Linked DNA regions of Mus musculus: regions 1 and 3 are each linked to region 2. The links are chromatin contacts, called in public Hi-C and HiChIP or PLAC-seq maps. All regions are on one chromosome and are shown on one strand. Each heading gives the region's core, a stretch centred on a gene start, on an enhancer-like site or on the middle of the called end of the contact. The rest is flanking DNA. Distances are from core to core; before and after follow the strand shown. Region 1 overlaps Psen2 (presenilin 2). Region 2 holds the start of Mixl1 (Mix1 homeobox-like 1 (Xenopus laevis)). Region 3 overlaps Itpkb (inositol 1,4,5-trisphosphate 3-kinase B).

What was found. Hi-C and Micro-C count contacts between places; a contact is called where the count stands out from the background. HiChIP or PLAC-seq counts read pairs in DNA pulled down with a chosen protein or histone mark.
Region 1: a Hi-C map of bone marrow-derived macrophages shows a contact between it and region 2, with 15 read pairs. The contact joins the enhancer-like site here to the promoter of Mixl1 in region 2. A contact is called at or near these places in 2 of 39 promoter capture datasets (the C10 cell line and pre-B cells), 1 of 484 Hi-C or Micro-C datasets (bone marrow-derived macrophages) and 2 of 9 other capture datasets (embryonic stem cells and liver).
Region 3: an H3K4me3 HiChIP or PLAC-seq map of bone marrow-derived macrophages shows a contact between it and region 2, with 2.4 times the contacts expected there. The contact joins the enhancer-like site here to the promoter of Mixl1 in region 2. A contact is called at or near these places in 2 of 39 promoter capture datasets (the HPC-7 cell line and embryonic stem cells) and 6 of 115 datasets of contacts at active chromatin or transcription factors (the HPC-7 cell line, bone marrow-derived macrophages, embryonic basal ganglia and 2 more).

What each region holds. Positions count from the first base shown.
Region 1 is chr1:180,229,208-180,233,823 of GRCm38.p6, forward strand. It overlaps Psen2 (presenilin 2), which reads right to left. Exons shown (of 11, transcript NM_001128605.1): 7 at 4,404-4,502; 8 at 635-718; 9 at 179-280. Among named protein-coding and RNA genes, the nearest start is that of Gm37336, 9.1 kb to the left of the region's middle. Within about 2 kb of position 2,799, at least 9 of the 459 cell types and tissues checked have an H3K27ac peak or open chromatin away from gene starts, as enhancers often do. A contact at or near this core is called in bone marrow-derived macrophages, where this site is marked.
Region 2 is chr1:180,694,313-180,698,791 of GRCm38.p6, forward strand. Mixl1 (Mix1 homeobox-like 1 (Xenopus laevis)) reads right to left here and starts at 2,722. Exons shown (of 2, transcript NM_013729.3): 1 at 2,308-2,722; 2 at 1-609. The coding sequence starts at 2,700. The coding sequence ends at 307.
Region 3 is chr1:180,415,304-180,419,624 of GRCm38.p6, forward strand. Itpkb (inositol 1,4,5-trisphosphate 3-kinase B) reads left to right here. Exons shown (of 8, transcript NM_001081175.1): 5 at 2,851-3,055. Among named protein-coding and RNA genes, the nearest start is that of Gm39712, 9.1 kb to the left of the region's middle. Within about 2 kb of position 1,993, at least 19 of the 459 cell types and tissues checked have an H3K27ac peak or open chromatin away from gene starts, as enhancers often do. A contact at or near this core is called in the HPC-7 cell line and bone marrow-derived macrophages, where this site is marked.

The DNA.
Region 1 (4,616 bases), core at 1,549-4,048, 470 kb before region 2:
GGATGGGACCACGGACTGAGTGACTGGCAGCCTAGGCAGAAGCCTGGTACCTCAGGGAGTCACTTGGTTAGGAGAGACCACTGGGACTGCAGGCTGCGGTGCAGTTTGGCATAGCATCTGACTAAAGGTATTTTTAAATAAACTTGTGAAGCAGGCCATCTGAACGCGGGCACCTTACTTTCCTCCTCCTCCTCCAGCTCCTCCCCTGGGTAGCCAGGCAGGGGGGCTTCGAAGGCTTCAGGGTATGAGGGTTCTCCAAAACTGTCGTAGGAGTCTTCTTCTAAGTGTCCAGGAACAAAGGGCCGCCGTCATCGCCACCGTCATCATATAGCATGAAGAGTGGCAGGGAGAGACAAAGGCTGGTCAGATGGTACAAAAATCCAGAAGATTCGCCAGGTCCCTCCCATGTCAAGGCTCCCCGGAACTGCCCACCACCAACATCCAGCAAAACTGAGGTGGGAAACTAAGGCTCGGGAGGGGCAATCTACCCCTCACTCCCTCTCTGAGACAGGTGTCAGAGTCTGGCCGTCAGGCAGTGCCACTCTGCCATGCTGAACCTTAATTCACAGAGGGACCTGCCAAGCAAGGTGCAGTCAAGGCGTTCCCTGGACATGGCTGTGAACCCCATACTCACCCATCTCTGGGTCATAGGGGAGCTGCAGCGCTCCTTGAGAGGAGGGGTCCAGCTTTGCCATGCCCACCGTCCACACCATGGCAGCTACAGGAAGAGCAAAGGGACACAATGCCTCAGGTAGTACTGACCTGGAGGAAGTGGAGCCGGGCTATCTATGTCCCCAGAAAGCCTGCAGAGCACCTCTGTCCCGAGGCTGTGCTCAGGCTTGGCTGATCGAGGCTGGGGGTCAGGGGGAGGGGAGGGTGAAGTTCAGGGACACTGGCTAGGTGGGGACTGACATTTCACCTTTGTCCTTTTGCAATCCTCTCAAGCAACACTGGCAATAATGGTGCTCAGTGAGCGGCTTGGTGAACTGCATCTTTAAAAACGTGTCTTATTTTTCAGGCTTCAGTTTATTACAAAAAGGGAGGCGTGGAAATTGTTTACATGATGAAATAGCTCTTGTGGCACCATTTCAACAGTAATTTCGGTCTGCTCACTGTCCAGGAACGTCACTGCCTCCAAGTAAGAAATAATCTTTGTCGTCTAGAACTACTTTGGTGTCTCCGTGTTCTAGGAGACAAACCTGTCTCCAGCTTTCACACTGACCGGTTGAACCCCTCCACCCTTCCTTTAGAGCCCTGTCTACTACTACTATAACTACTACTCTTGCTTGCCAAATTCTTTCATGGGATTTTTCTGAACTTAAAATGCTGCCTTTGGTTACAGTTACAGCTGCCCTCCTTCAATCAAGACTGTCAAAAGGCAGAAGAAACCTAAAAGCCTGTCTGTCCTCAGGCCACTGCAGCTAGAACCTAGATTGTCTTTAAAAGGAAGTGCAACATAAAAATGTAACCATAGGGGTTAGAGAGAGGGCTGTGGTTAAAAACCGCTTGAAGAGGTCCTGGGTTCACTTCCCAGCACCCACATGGCAGCTCACAAGAGTCTGTAACTTCAATTCAACGGGAATCCAATGCCCTCTTGTGGCCTCCATGGGTACTGCAGGCAAACTAACATTTGCAGGGCAAATCTTTTCAAAACAAGTTTTTAAAAATTCAGTCCTTGGAGGAGATGAAGGGGTTTGCAACCCCATAGGAAGAACAACAATGTCAACTAACCAGACCCCCCCCCAGAGCTCCCAGGGACTAAACTACCAACCAAGAGTACACATGAAGGGACCTATGGGCTCCAGCTGCATATGTAGCAGAGGATGGCCTTATCTGACATCAGTGGGAGGAGAAGCTCTTGGCTCTGTGGAAGCTCAATGCCCCAGCATAGGGGGATGCTAGAGCAGTGAGGCGGGAGTGGGTGGGTGGGTAGGGAGCACCCTCATAGAGGCAAGGGGAGGTGGGATGGAATGGTGGGGTTTGAGGAGGGGAAACCGGGAAGGGGGGCATTTGAAATGTAAATTAATAAAACAACCAATTTTTTAAAAAAAGGAAATGATTTTCAGTCCTGAGGCTGAAGAGCTGGCTCGGTGGCTGAGAGCACTTGCTGCTCAATCATGAGAAGCAGGGCTCACACTCCTGTGCCCTTTAACAAGCCAGTGGCCCTGTAAATGCCTCTCATACTAGCTCTGAGGGAGCGGATGTCTTCCTTCTGGCCTCTGTACATGGGGTGTATGCATGATCGTATGCTCATACAGACACGTATGCACACCCAAACTAAACACTTTTAAATGCAGTGCCTGCATCCCTGTGTATTCAGATCTGCGAAAAAAAACCCAGCTCTAAACCTTACAAGATGGGAATCCAAGCTCACTGATGGTCCCTCCCTGCCTCGGCCACTGTATCAAGCACCCACTCTATTTTACGTCTGTGACTTTGCCTCCTCTTGCTGCCTCCTTAATCACACCATGCCTGTCCTTTTGTCGATAGCTCAATTCACTTATCCCAGGGTCCTCAAGGCTCGCCCATATCACGTGGGTCAGAGTTTCCTTCTTTTGTAAGGGGAAATGATACTCTGTTGTATGGAATTACCATATTTCAGTCATCCACTGACACTTGGAGCTTTGAATTCCTGTGAATGAAACTGATACAGACACAATGTGCACATGCTTGTTTGAACTCTGCCTGCTTTGATCCTCTTGGGTATATGGGCACAATGGAACAACTCACTGAACTGTCTCTCTCCAGCTTAGCCTCTCTTCAGAGTTTATTACTTCCTGTTTCCAGTTCCCTGCTGAGATTTCCACACTCCACAAAATCCAAAGCCCAGGCTTAATATCGCCCCCCCCCACATACCCACACCCACACAGCATCCCTGGCTCACCAGCCTGGCCCCTTCTCTGCAAAAGGCAATATGTCTTCCTTGTTCCTCGGATACAAAGCACTGCCATTAACCTTGGCTCCGTCTTACAACCCCAGCAAGTCTTGCTTGCAAACTGCCCCAGAATTCACGGCACCCCACAGTCTCCACTGGGCCCTTCCTGGGTTGTTTCTCCGTGTCCAAACCGGCTCTGGATTGTGCTGCTGTCCCAGTCTTTCAGGGGCTTACATTTCCTTCAGGAAGATGGGCCATTGTGTCACACTGTGGTCTGCAGGGCTCATACTGTCCAGACCTTCCCCTCCTACCTTTCCTGTCTGCTCTAGTCGCACTGGACTCTCTCCCTGAGCACACCTAGCCCCAGCCCACGCCCAAGCCTACCTCGGGGTCTTTGTACCAGCTGCCTCCCTTTCCTCACCCGCTGGCCTCCAGATTTGTACCTAATGCTAACCCCTACATAAGAAGTCAGGTTTTTCTGGTCAAGTGTGAGCTATGAATGAGGTCTGCTTGGCCATCTTTTGCAAAACTTGGCTGTGAAGTCCTTGACCTCTAGCCCTCCCTTGTCTTCAACAGAGCACCTGCCACCTTCTGTAAAATACCTACTTACATCCATCTACTTCCTTAGTTTACCTCCATCCTCCATCCAAGAATGAATTCTCTATGGATACAAACCTCCTTTGCACATAAGGAAACGCCCAGCCTCAGGCACTCAGACTGACCAGAGCCATCTGCCCCTTATCCTTAGAACATTTCTGGGACATGCTTTCAAGCCAAGGGGCATGCTGCAGGCAATTCTCCACTCTAAGCTTCATTCATCGTCTATTGGGATTACCCGGCTCAGCAGCGGGCTTCCAGGGTACCCGAGGCACCAGAACCCCAGAATCACAGGCTCTATACTCAGATAGCGGCCACTGCTACCACAGGGAGTGAACATCACTGGTGAACTCACATAACCATGCCTCCTGTGAGACCTCTATGCCACACACAGGAGCTACGGGTAAGTAGGAACATCTGTCAAATACATGTATAATCCCACATCCCTCTGACATGACCCAAGGCCAGGGCCAATCCCTGTGCCTTCTCTTTAGAAATGACTAACGTCCACTCTAAGCCACTGTCCATGAACCCCAGAGGGAAGTGGGGGGCCCTGCCCTCCAAAGCCTGCAGGGCTGAGTGGTGGCTACAAGCCTCTGAAGGTGGCATGTTCATGCGATGTGGTCTATAGCCAATGCAGACTGCCAGATGGTGGACAGAATATAGCCACGGGACTGTCCACACCCCTCTAGTATCCCACCTCCAACCCTGATTTCCCAATCTTCTTTCTGAGTGAGATCCAGCCCACCATGGTCTCCAGAGGTGGAACCCTCCTGCAGGTGGCGACCTCAGTGTTATGATAAGACCCTCATCTTTGGTTAAGATAGAATATATAACCTGTCAGATATCAAAACCACGGCCCACTTCCACGCCTCCACGAAAGGCCACCTGCTGACCCCCCAGTGTCTGGCAGAGGCATGGGACCACTCACATGAGTATATCAGGGCAGGAAATATGGGCTCATTTCTCTCCTGGGCAGTTTCCACCAGCATCCTCAGTGGCCCTTTGGGGCACAGCACGGCCACGAGATCTGGGAAAACAGAGACATCCTTGTTATATTCAAGGGGCCCTTTATTCCCAAGCAGCACAGAGAACCACCCCTCCATCACCAGGAACCTAAGTGAACTCTGGGCCACCATGCTGC
Region 2 (4,479 bases), core at 1,472-3,971:
AAGTGGGGAAACTGAGTCAAGCCGAAGGTTCTTATGAAGAAAACAAGTTCTGAACAATCAGTCTGAAAAATAGGAATAACCCTAGTAAGAAGGCCCAGGGGATGCGGACCAAATTATAATGTGCAGTCTTGGAGAGTCACGGTGACTTTTCGGTGGCTACCGAGAACAAGCCAGCAGTAAAGGCTCAGTGTCAGAGAAGGGAACCAAAATGTGAGAGATGATCCAGAACCGAGGCCATGGCCAGTCAGGAGATCAGCTCCAATCTCCCAGATCTCCCTGAGTGCATCCTCAACGCTCCCAGAATCCTCAGAAGTTACCTAAGGCAGAAAAGATGTGCTCCTCCCAGGAGTCCAACTTTGAGCCAATATCTTCAGAGAGAGACGAATACGTTTCAAAACTCTGAGAACCAGATGTGCAGACGCCTCCTCCAGTCATGCTGGGATCCGGAACGTGGTTCACATCTGCCTCCAGGGGCAGCTGAGGCTTCAAACACCTAGCTTCAGTCCCAGGAGCAGGGCAATGGAGGAAAACTCCCCGCCTTGAGGATAAGGGCTGAAATGACTTCCCACTCTGGCGCCTGGACTTGGCCCGTCGGTTCTGGAACCACACCTGGGGGACAAGAGGAGAAAAAAACTGTTCAGCTGCTTCCGGTTGGGGTTTTTATTGTTAGTTTGTTTGGGGGTTTGCTTGAGATAGCTTCTCTAGCCAGTGCTGACCTCAACCTCGGGTTGTAGCCAAGGAGAACCTTGACCTTGAATTTATGATTCTCCTTCCTCCACTCCAGAGCTGGGGTTACAGGCTGCACCACCACGAGTGGTTTGCGTGGTACCTGAGGATGGAACCCAGGGTTTCGTGCATGCTAGGCAAGCACTCTACCGATAAAACTGCATATTAGCCTTGACTCTCTGCTCAAAGTCTGGGGCTTACAGAAAGCACTTGAACCAATGGTTTGATGTTCAGAGCTCCAAACCTTCTCAGTCATCATTCTCAGATGCAAAGCTGGAATGCTGTCTGGTTCTGTCTACACTTGCTATACTTGGTTGTTTGTCTGCTTTTCATTTTACACATTAAAAAAAAAAAGAAAGAAAGAAAGCCGGGCGTGGTGGCGCACGCCTTTAATCCCAGCACTCGGGAGGCAGAGGCAGGCGGATTTCTGAGTTCGAGGCCAGCCTGGTCTACAAAGTGAGTTCCAGGACAGCCAGGGCTATACAGAGAAACCCTGTCTCGAAAAACCAAAAAAAAAAAAAAAAAAAAAAAGACGGTCTCAGCCTGGTGGTGGTAGCATACCCCTTCAATCCCAGTAGGTATTTTTCCTCCGTGAAGCTCGTTTCTGTGTGTAAATGTCTTTACTATTTCCCCACAAACGTGTTCTGCATAGGAAGCCCAGGGTGACAACTGCTGAAAGTGACAGTTGAAGCCAGGAGATAGTGGCACACCCCCTTAATCCTAGACAAAGGAGGCACATCTTTGATTTCAAGGCCAGCCTGGTCTCCAGAGCAAATTCCCGGACAGCCAGGGCTACCCAGAGAAACCCTGACTGGAGGGGGTAAAAAAGTGACAGTTGAGTAGTCACCCTAAGTCCAGGAAAAAAATAAACACTAAATGTCCACCCTCCTGAGGCAAGCGTCTAAACTGGGTGTTGGGGAACCTACCTGTAATCCAAGCACCCAGGAAGCTGAGGCAGAAGGATTGTGAATTGAAGTCCAGCTTGGACTACGCAGCATGAACTTGTCTCAGTCACACACACACACACACACACACACACACACACACACACACACACACACAGAGAGAGAGAGAGAGAGAGAGAGAGAGAGAGAGAGAGAGAGAGAGCAAGAGAGAGAGAGAGAGGCTTCTCCCTATCATCTCCAAAACTCTGATCTAAATGATCGACCTCAGACAATAAACTCACTTTGCAATATTTTTTCAAAGTGACAAGAAGTTCTTGCTTGTTTTGAAGGTGATCCAACCCTGCTCTGCTACTTAGAATCAAAGCCAGAGGAAGGCTTGTCTCTCTCTCTCTGTCTCTCTGTCTGTCTCTCTGTCTCTGTCTCTCTCTCTCTCCTTACTGGACGCTGGGAAAGAGTGCAATGACTACCTTCCTGCTGGGACCTTTCAATGGGTCCGCAAGCCCCTTAGCTGCCCAGATCAATCACATGGTAACGCGGCCTTAACTGACATCCCAGTTTGCAGTCTAGAACCATGAGGTTCAAAGAGAGTAACTTTTCCCCCACAGAATAAATGGCCCAACAAGCCTGTGACTTCCCAGCACCTCCACTGGAACGCGCAGCTGCGACCGCGACTCACCTGGATCCTGGACTCGGGTAGCAGCGTGAGCGCAGCCAGGCGCTCCCGCAAGTGGATGTCTGGGTACATGGTCTGTCGGAAGACGAGCTCCAGCAACTGCAGCTGCTCCGAGCTGAACGACGTGCGCTTGCGGCGCTGTGGCGCCGACGGGGCGGCCGAGCCTTTGGAGGGTCCGGGCGGATCCAGGCCGGCGGGGGTCTGCGCTGTGGGACTGGAGTCGCGGTTTGGAAAGCACTGCGTGGCTGCTGGGGCGCGAGAGTCGTGGGGCGCCGCGGGCAGCCCAGAGGCTGGGCGCATGGCTGGGAGCAGCTGCCCTCCGGGATGCGCGGCGGGGAAGATGGGGAAAGCGGCGCCTTCTGCGAACTGGAGCTGCTGGGACCCTGCTGCGGCCATGACTCCCGGACGCTTCCCTGTACCCCCGCGCGCCTGCAGTTATAGCGGCCCGGAGCCGGGGAGGGGGCGGCGGCGCCATCAAAGGCGTGGGTGCAGGGAAGCCGCGTCTCGTCTCCTCGGGGTGCGAGCCCGCCCCAGCCCCGCCAGACGCCGCGGGAATAATCGCTTCCGCTGACCCGGGGACGGAATGAGGGAGGCGCGAACTTGAGTCCGGGCCGCTCCGTCCCTTCTCCGCCCATCCGCCAGCCAGTCCAACCACCAATCCACATACCTCGAACCGCTTTGCCCCGGTGGGGTCGCCCCAAGTGCAGGCCGGACTTGGACAGAACCCCCTCTTCTGGGCCAGAAGACCTCTCAAGAGCGCCTGAATCTCTTGGGGGCTTGGTTCGTAGGTCCCCCGCGCTGTGCCTGGCCCGCTGTCCGCCTGTCACCATCAAAGGCGCTATTTACCACCCCTGCTATGTGCTAGACCTTACTCCAGGTTGGTTAAACAGCCTAGCCCTGCCCTCGGCAAACCACCCTGACACATCCTGAATCCAAGGGGGGGTGAAGATAAAGAGATCTCAAAGGGGACAGGCACACATCCTGAACAGTGACGCTGCTCCTGCCTAGAGTATCTGTGACCTGTCAACAAGAATGCTGTAAATTGGACGGGCTGAAGTTGTACGGGGTTAGCGCTCCTAAAGAATCCCAACAGTGCTCAGAACCCGAGAAGTTTCTGCTCCCTCTGATGCCACTCCTTGAAGTTTCTGCTCCCTCTGATGCCATTACTATTTCCTTTGTCCCCTGGGGTTCATTTGAGGTTCCTGGTTTGTTTTATGCGGATTTGTAGTTTAGTTGTGACTTCTATATCTGCTTCCCCTAGTGCACACATGCATTCATTTATTCATATAAGTCTCTCCCCACCTCCTTACCCTCTGGTCCTGAGAATAGGACCCAGTGACTGGAAAATCCTAAGCAAGACCCTCAGGGAACATCTGTTGAGACAGAAGCCAAGTTGCTTCATAGAGAAATCAGAGGCATGCAGCACTATAGCAGAAGGGTGCAGAGGCAGGCAGGGCAAGGAGCACGGCTTGCAAGGCCTCAAAGGGGCTCCCTGCAGAGGAAGGGGTATTCCACAGCCCAGCCCAGGACCTGTTCCTGCAACGTCTTCAATGCTAATGGGAAGTATCATAGGAGAAAGTATATGTGCTGGCCATGAGTGCATCCTGTCTACTAATACGCATGTGAGCCCCCAAAGAAGCCAAAAGAGGGAAGTGGGTTGTAAGCTGCCTGACACAGTGCTGGGAAGTAATGGGTTGTAAGCCACCTGATACAGTGCTGAGAACTGACCCTCTGGAAGAGCAGCAAGTGGCCATATCTTTACTATGGGCAATTATCCCAAGTGTCAAAGCACAGAGTGATCGGCAAGTTCTAGGCTTGACCTGTCCACCAGCTGGGGAGTCGTGGGAAGTGTCCTGGCCTCCTGCTTTATGCGGATGCTAAGACTCCCCAGGCCTGCTTTTCCATCTGATCCCTTCCCCTCAAACACACACACACACACACACACACACACACACACACACACACACACCTCCAACCCCTCTCCCTTTCTTTCTTCTTCTATTTCTTTGACAGTTTTTCAGTTTCACAGTGTATGGAATGGAAAAATCAGAATTTGATTTTTCTATGCTTTTATTTTTCTACTCCTACCCCGTACATATATCAGGGTCTCGTGTATACCAGGCTAGCCTCACACTCTCTATGTAGCCAAGGATGGACTTCCAGGATGCAAAGCTC
Region 3 (4,321 bases), core at 743-3,242, 280 kb before region 2:
TCGCCACCTCCTCCTAGTTCCAAGGCCCTGGATGTCTTGGCTCCCAGGGAGAAAGCAGAATGTCCCTGTAACTACCATACAGCCTTGGATCTCTGGATATCTTATTTTTGTCTCTAGAAAATTCTTTCCACAATGCACTAGAATATGCCCACTCAAGCAGAGGCCCTGCCCTTCCTCCCAACATTAGGAAGACGGGGACTCAGTCTGCCTGCAGGAGAAGGAGGTGGGCACAAGCATAGCCCCACTAGGCATTCTTGCAGGTGCCCAGACCAGTGCAATTACACAAAGTCAGCTCTGCCTTGCCTCCAGCCTTGTGTGCTCCCTAGAAAGATGCAGGAATGGGGCACCCACTCCCCTCTCTTCTAGCTTAATACCTTTTCTCTCTTTGTACCTCAGAGCTCTCCTATCCAAGAGGGCTTAAGTAACCCCATCCCTGGTGGAGTTAGGGAAGAGGAGACCACCCCAAAAGCATCACTCACAGCCCTTATTTCCCCACACACAGTCCCTAAGGGCCTCCTTAACTCTGAGTACTTCTACTACATGCTTCAACTGTATTGTCCCTGTGTGTCCCAGGGCCAGCCACACCACAAGGGTAGCCTGTGCTACCATTTGAGCGGGAGTCTCCAGGGATGCCTTCCCACGTAGCAACATAGTACAATGTACCCAGGCCTCTGCACTGCACACCAGGACCTCAACCGTGGCCTGCCCTCCATGGAGACGCCAAATACAGTAGCACAGAAACATAGCCCTCTGTGCCTGCACCAAGATAAGTAGGTCATGGCTGTCCCTGCCGTGGAAAGAGGCTAGGACACGGATCCTTGTCAAACACCAAGTCAGGGCATGAATGAGGCAGAGGCTTACAAAAATGGTGAGAAGGCTCGTCAGCAGAGCCAGCCTTAGCCATGGTGTGTATGGGTCCTGAGGGAAGGCACGGAGACCTGGACGCATCTTAAATCAGGGTGTTTCTAGGACCTGGAACCTGCCTCCAGGAGAGTGGTGCTCACACTGCACCCTCGGGCTTACAACTTCCCACTGGATGTGAGTGTATCTTCTGTCATCCAGACCTAGAGCTGGTTTCCAGCCCCCAGCCCCTGGGGAAGCTGCTCTGGCCCTGACCTGACACCTGTTGGCCTTGCATGGACTCACCGCCTCCCTTTCTTTGTTTGAGTCAGCCTCTCCCCCAGAGTCCAGCCATGGGAGCACCTCTCTGCTACCCCAAGTTAATTCTCTGTGCTCCAGAAGTTGATGCGCAGGTCTCCCTCCCCCTATAAGAGGATCCCGGGCTTCCCTCTGCAGTAACAAGTTTCACTGGTTCCTATAATAGACCTGTTTCCTAGCTAGTATCCATTGAGAACATCTCTTCCAAGCCCCATTCTGTGCCAGAGGAACAAGCGACTCTGTCTAGCTGGAGCTGTGGGGACCCCCTTTGAAGAAGGGTCCATGGGATCAGAGCTGTGGTGTTGGTGTCCACTTCCTGTTTAAGGAGCTACTGAGAACTCTTTGTAGAAGTTAGCCTGCTTTGCAGACCTGTTTTGCACCCTTATGCGTGTTAGGAATGAATTCCTCCCCCTCTCCCCCATGGCACATGGGTCGACTGACAACTTGGTATCTGAATGCACAGTGTGGTGTGCTGTGTGCATGAGTGCACGGAATGTGTGTGTGTACAAGCACCCAACCAGAAGCTAATGCACCCTCCCCTTATGGCCTTCCTAAACAACCAAGACATGTTTATACACACAGACCCCAGGTAATTCGGAGTTTCCTTTCAGTGTAATACCAGTGGGTACAGGTTTCTGAAATTGTCTCCTTTGTAAGATGGAGATTTGTGTTCTGTCTGTTATGAGACCCAGAATGGCAGAATGGAAGATTGTGGTGGAGAGATGACTTGTGGGGGAAGGGGAGAAGAGTGGACAGGAGAGAAGGGAGGGTGCTCTGAGGGCAGCTTACACCCACGCAGGCCACAGGGGGCCCACTTCCCCATCCTGCAGCGAACTGCTGACTGCTGCCTCATGAGGGCCCTGGTCAGCTTGCACTTGGGTGGAAGAGCTCTTGTAGGGGAGAAAGGCTAGGGTGAGTCATTTCCAGTTGGAGGAGGTGGTGGGAGTTTTCAGAGGGGAGTTGGAGGCTAGTGTTAGGACCAGAATTGGTCCCCAGAGTTCTGGGCCAATGACTCCACCCCCAGCTGCTCTGAGCCTGGCTTGTCTCTGCCTGTCACCTCTCCTAAGGGCTTAGTGCCCTCACCTGGTCAGCCTGCAGATTCTACTGTGCAAAGGGGGGGGGGGGGGGATGGACATGCTTTAGTCTTCCTGGGATCAGAGGCTCTGTGACCTGTTATGGTGGAGACCGTAAGAGTGCCAGTCTAATCTCTGAAACATTACTGGGCTACAGAGCCCACTTTTATTCTGACCTTGGTGCTTCCAAGAACCTTGTTGCAAAAAGCCAGAGATGCAGCCCTGCGTCATGCTGCATGAGGACAGGGAGACAGACTGGAAGGACAGAATATGCTCTCCAGGCTGCCAGGGTACAACAGAGTTCCAAGGGGAACCCTGCCCTCTGTCTCTCTTCCACAAACTGACCACTGTCCCGCCATCTTTCTTCTCTTGCTGACCCTAGAAAAGCTTCCTTGTGGGCAGTTCTGAGTTTATCAGGCCTTCATAGTCATCCAGCATCAAGGTGCTCTGGGCCTGGGTGGTACATGGCTTTCCTAATGAATTCATCCCATCCTAGATGTCACTCTATTGTGCACTGTCCTGAGTCAAAGCACAGCCAACTCAGGGCCTTCATCCATCAGACGTGACTCCAGGGAGTTGTGGCCCAATCCTGGACTCATGTCCTTCACCTCCCATACAGGACATACCTGGAGGAAGAACTCACCAAGGCCCGGAAGAAGCCTAGCTTGCGGAAGGACATGTACCAGAAGATGGTCGAGGTGGACCCTGAGGCCCCCACTGAAGAGGAGAAAGCCCAGCGAGCTGTGACCAAGCCACGTTACATGCAGTGGCGGGAAACCATCAGTTCGACAGCCACCCTAGGCTTCAGGATCGAAGGCATCAAGGTGAGATTTGTAAGGCATTGCCTGAGGCTGCTGAGGTCCCGTGGTTCTCAGTGATGAAGGCCTTGGGAGACTGGAATCTATAAGCCTCGCCCTACAGGCCTAAGTATGGACAGCCAGCCTCAGGGGTGTTGGCCCATTCGGCAGCCTGGGGTACTGGTGGTCTGGCTGTAGCAGGCCATCAGACCTGGGGGCTGGGGTGGCTTGTTTGTACAGCTGTACAGAGGCCCTGAAGAGAAGCCAGCTTATAGACTTGCCACAGGGAAAATGTTGACTCATGCTAGTGAGGTGCAGGTAAGGGGAGCGTGTAGCGGCCTGGGATCACCTTGGGAGCCTCATCCTTCATCCTTTCCTCTTGGATACCCTGAGGAAGACCTCAGAAGACTGTCCTTGTCCCTTTGTTCCAGTCCAGGTCCCTAGCTACTAGAATTGCAAGACGCAGCTAGGAACAGAGAAAGGGGATACACGGTTCTCATCGTCTCAGGTGGTCATTCCTTCAGGGAAGGTGGCAGTCACTCAGGGGCCCTGCTCCTTCCTTTTGTTGCCCAGGCTTGGTCTGCCTGGCCTGCTCTCCAGCATGGAGTTGGGTTGGGTAGCTGAAGTAAGGGGAAGCTCTGGTAGTCATCTCTCACACAGTGTGTAGATGTGATCACCAGTGTCTCACGGGCTTCTAGAGCTGGGGACTAAGAAAGCCACTTGTCCTCCTTGTCTTCAAAAACCAGCCTTCCCTCCTGGCAATATTCAGCTCTCAGGCTGGATTCAAATTATATACATGCATGCTCTCCATCCCTTGTCTATCTGAACTGCATGTCCTGGCATCTCTCACCCAGGCACGACATGCTCCCAGTCTCTGGTCTCTGCACCATACAGCCAACAGCATCCACTGGCCTAGAGAGGCTGACTGGACACACCCTCACCTGCCCTCCTTTGCCTCAACTAACAGAAAGGGCCTATGAGAAGGGCTTCCCTGAGGTGCCATTCCCTCAGACCTGCGGCTCTTCTGCAGCCAGCCTTCCTGATGTTACAGCTGTCTCCTAGGTCAGCCTGAAGAGAGGAAGCACTGGGCTCTGAGCATGGAGATGGTGGTTTGTGGAGTAGAGATACAGTGATGTGGGCTTAAACCTTGGCTCTGGGGAAAACCTATAGCAGTCCCCTGGTCTGTAGTGCATGACAAGACCCAGACCAAATGTCTGGAATGTAGAGCACCAATAGGAACATGTGCACATATATACATAGATGTATATATGCATGTACACACTTACATAACCC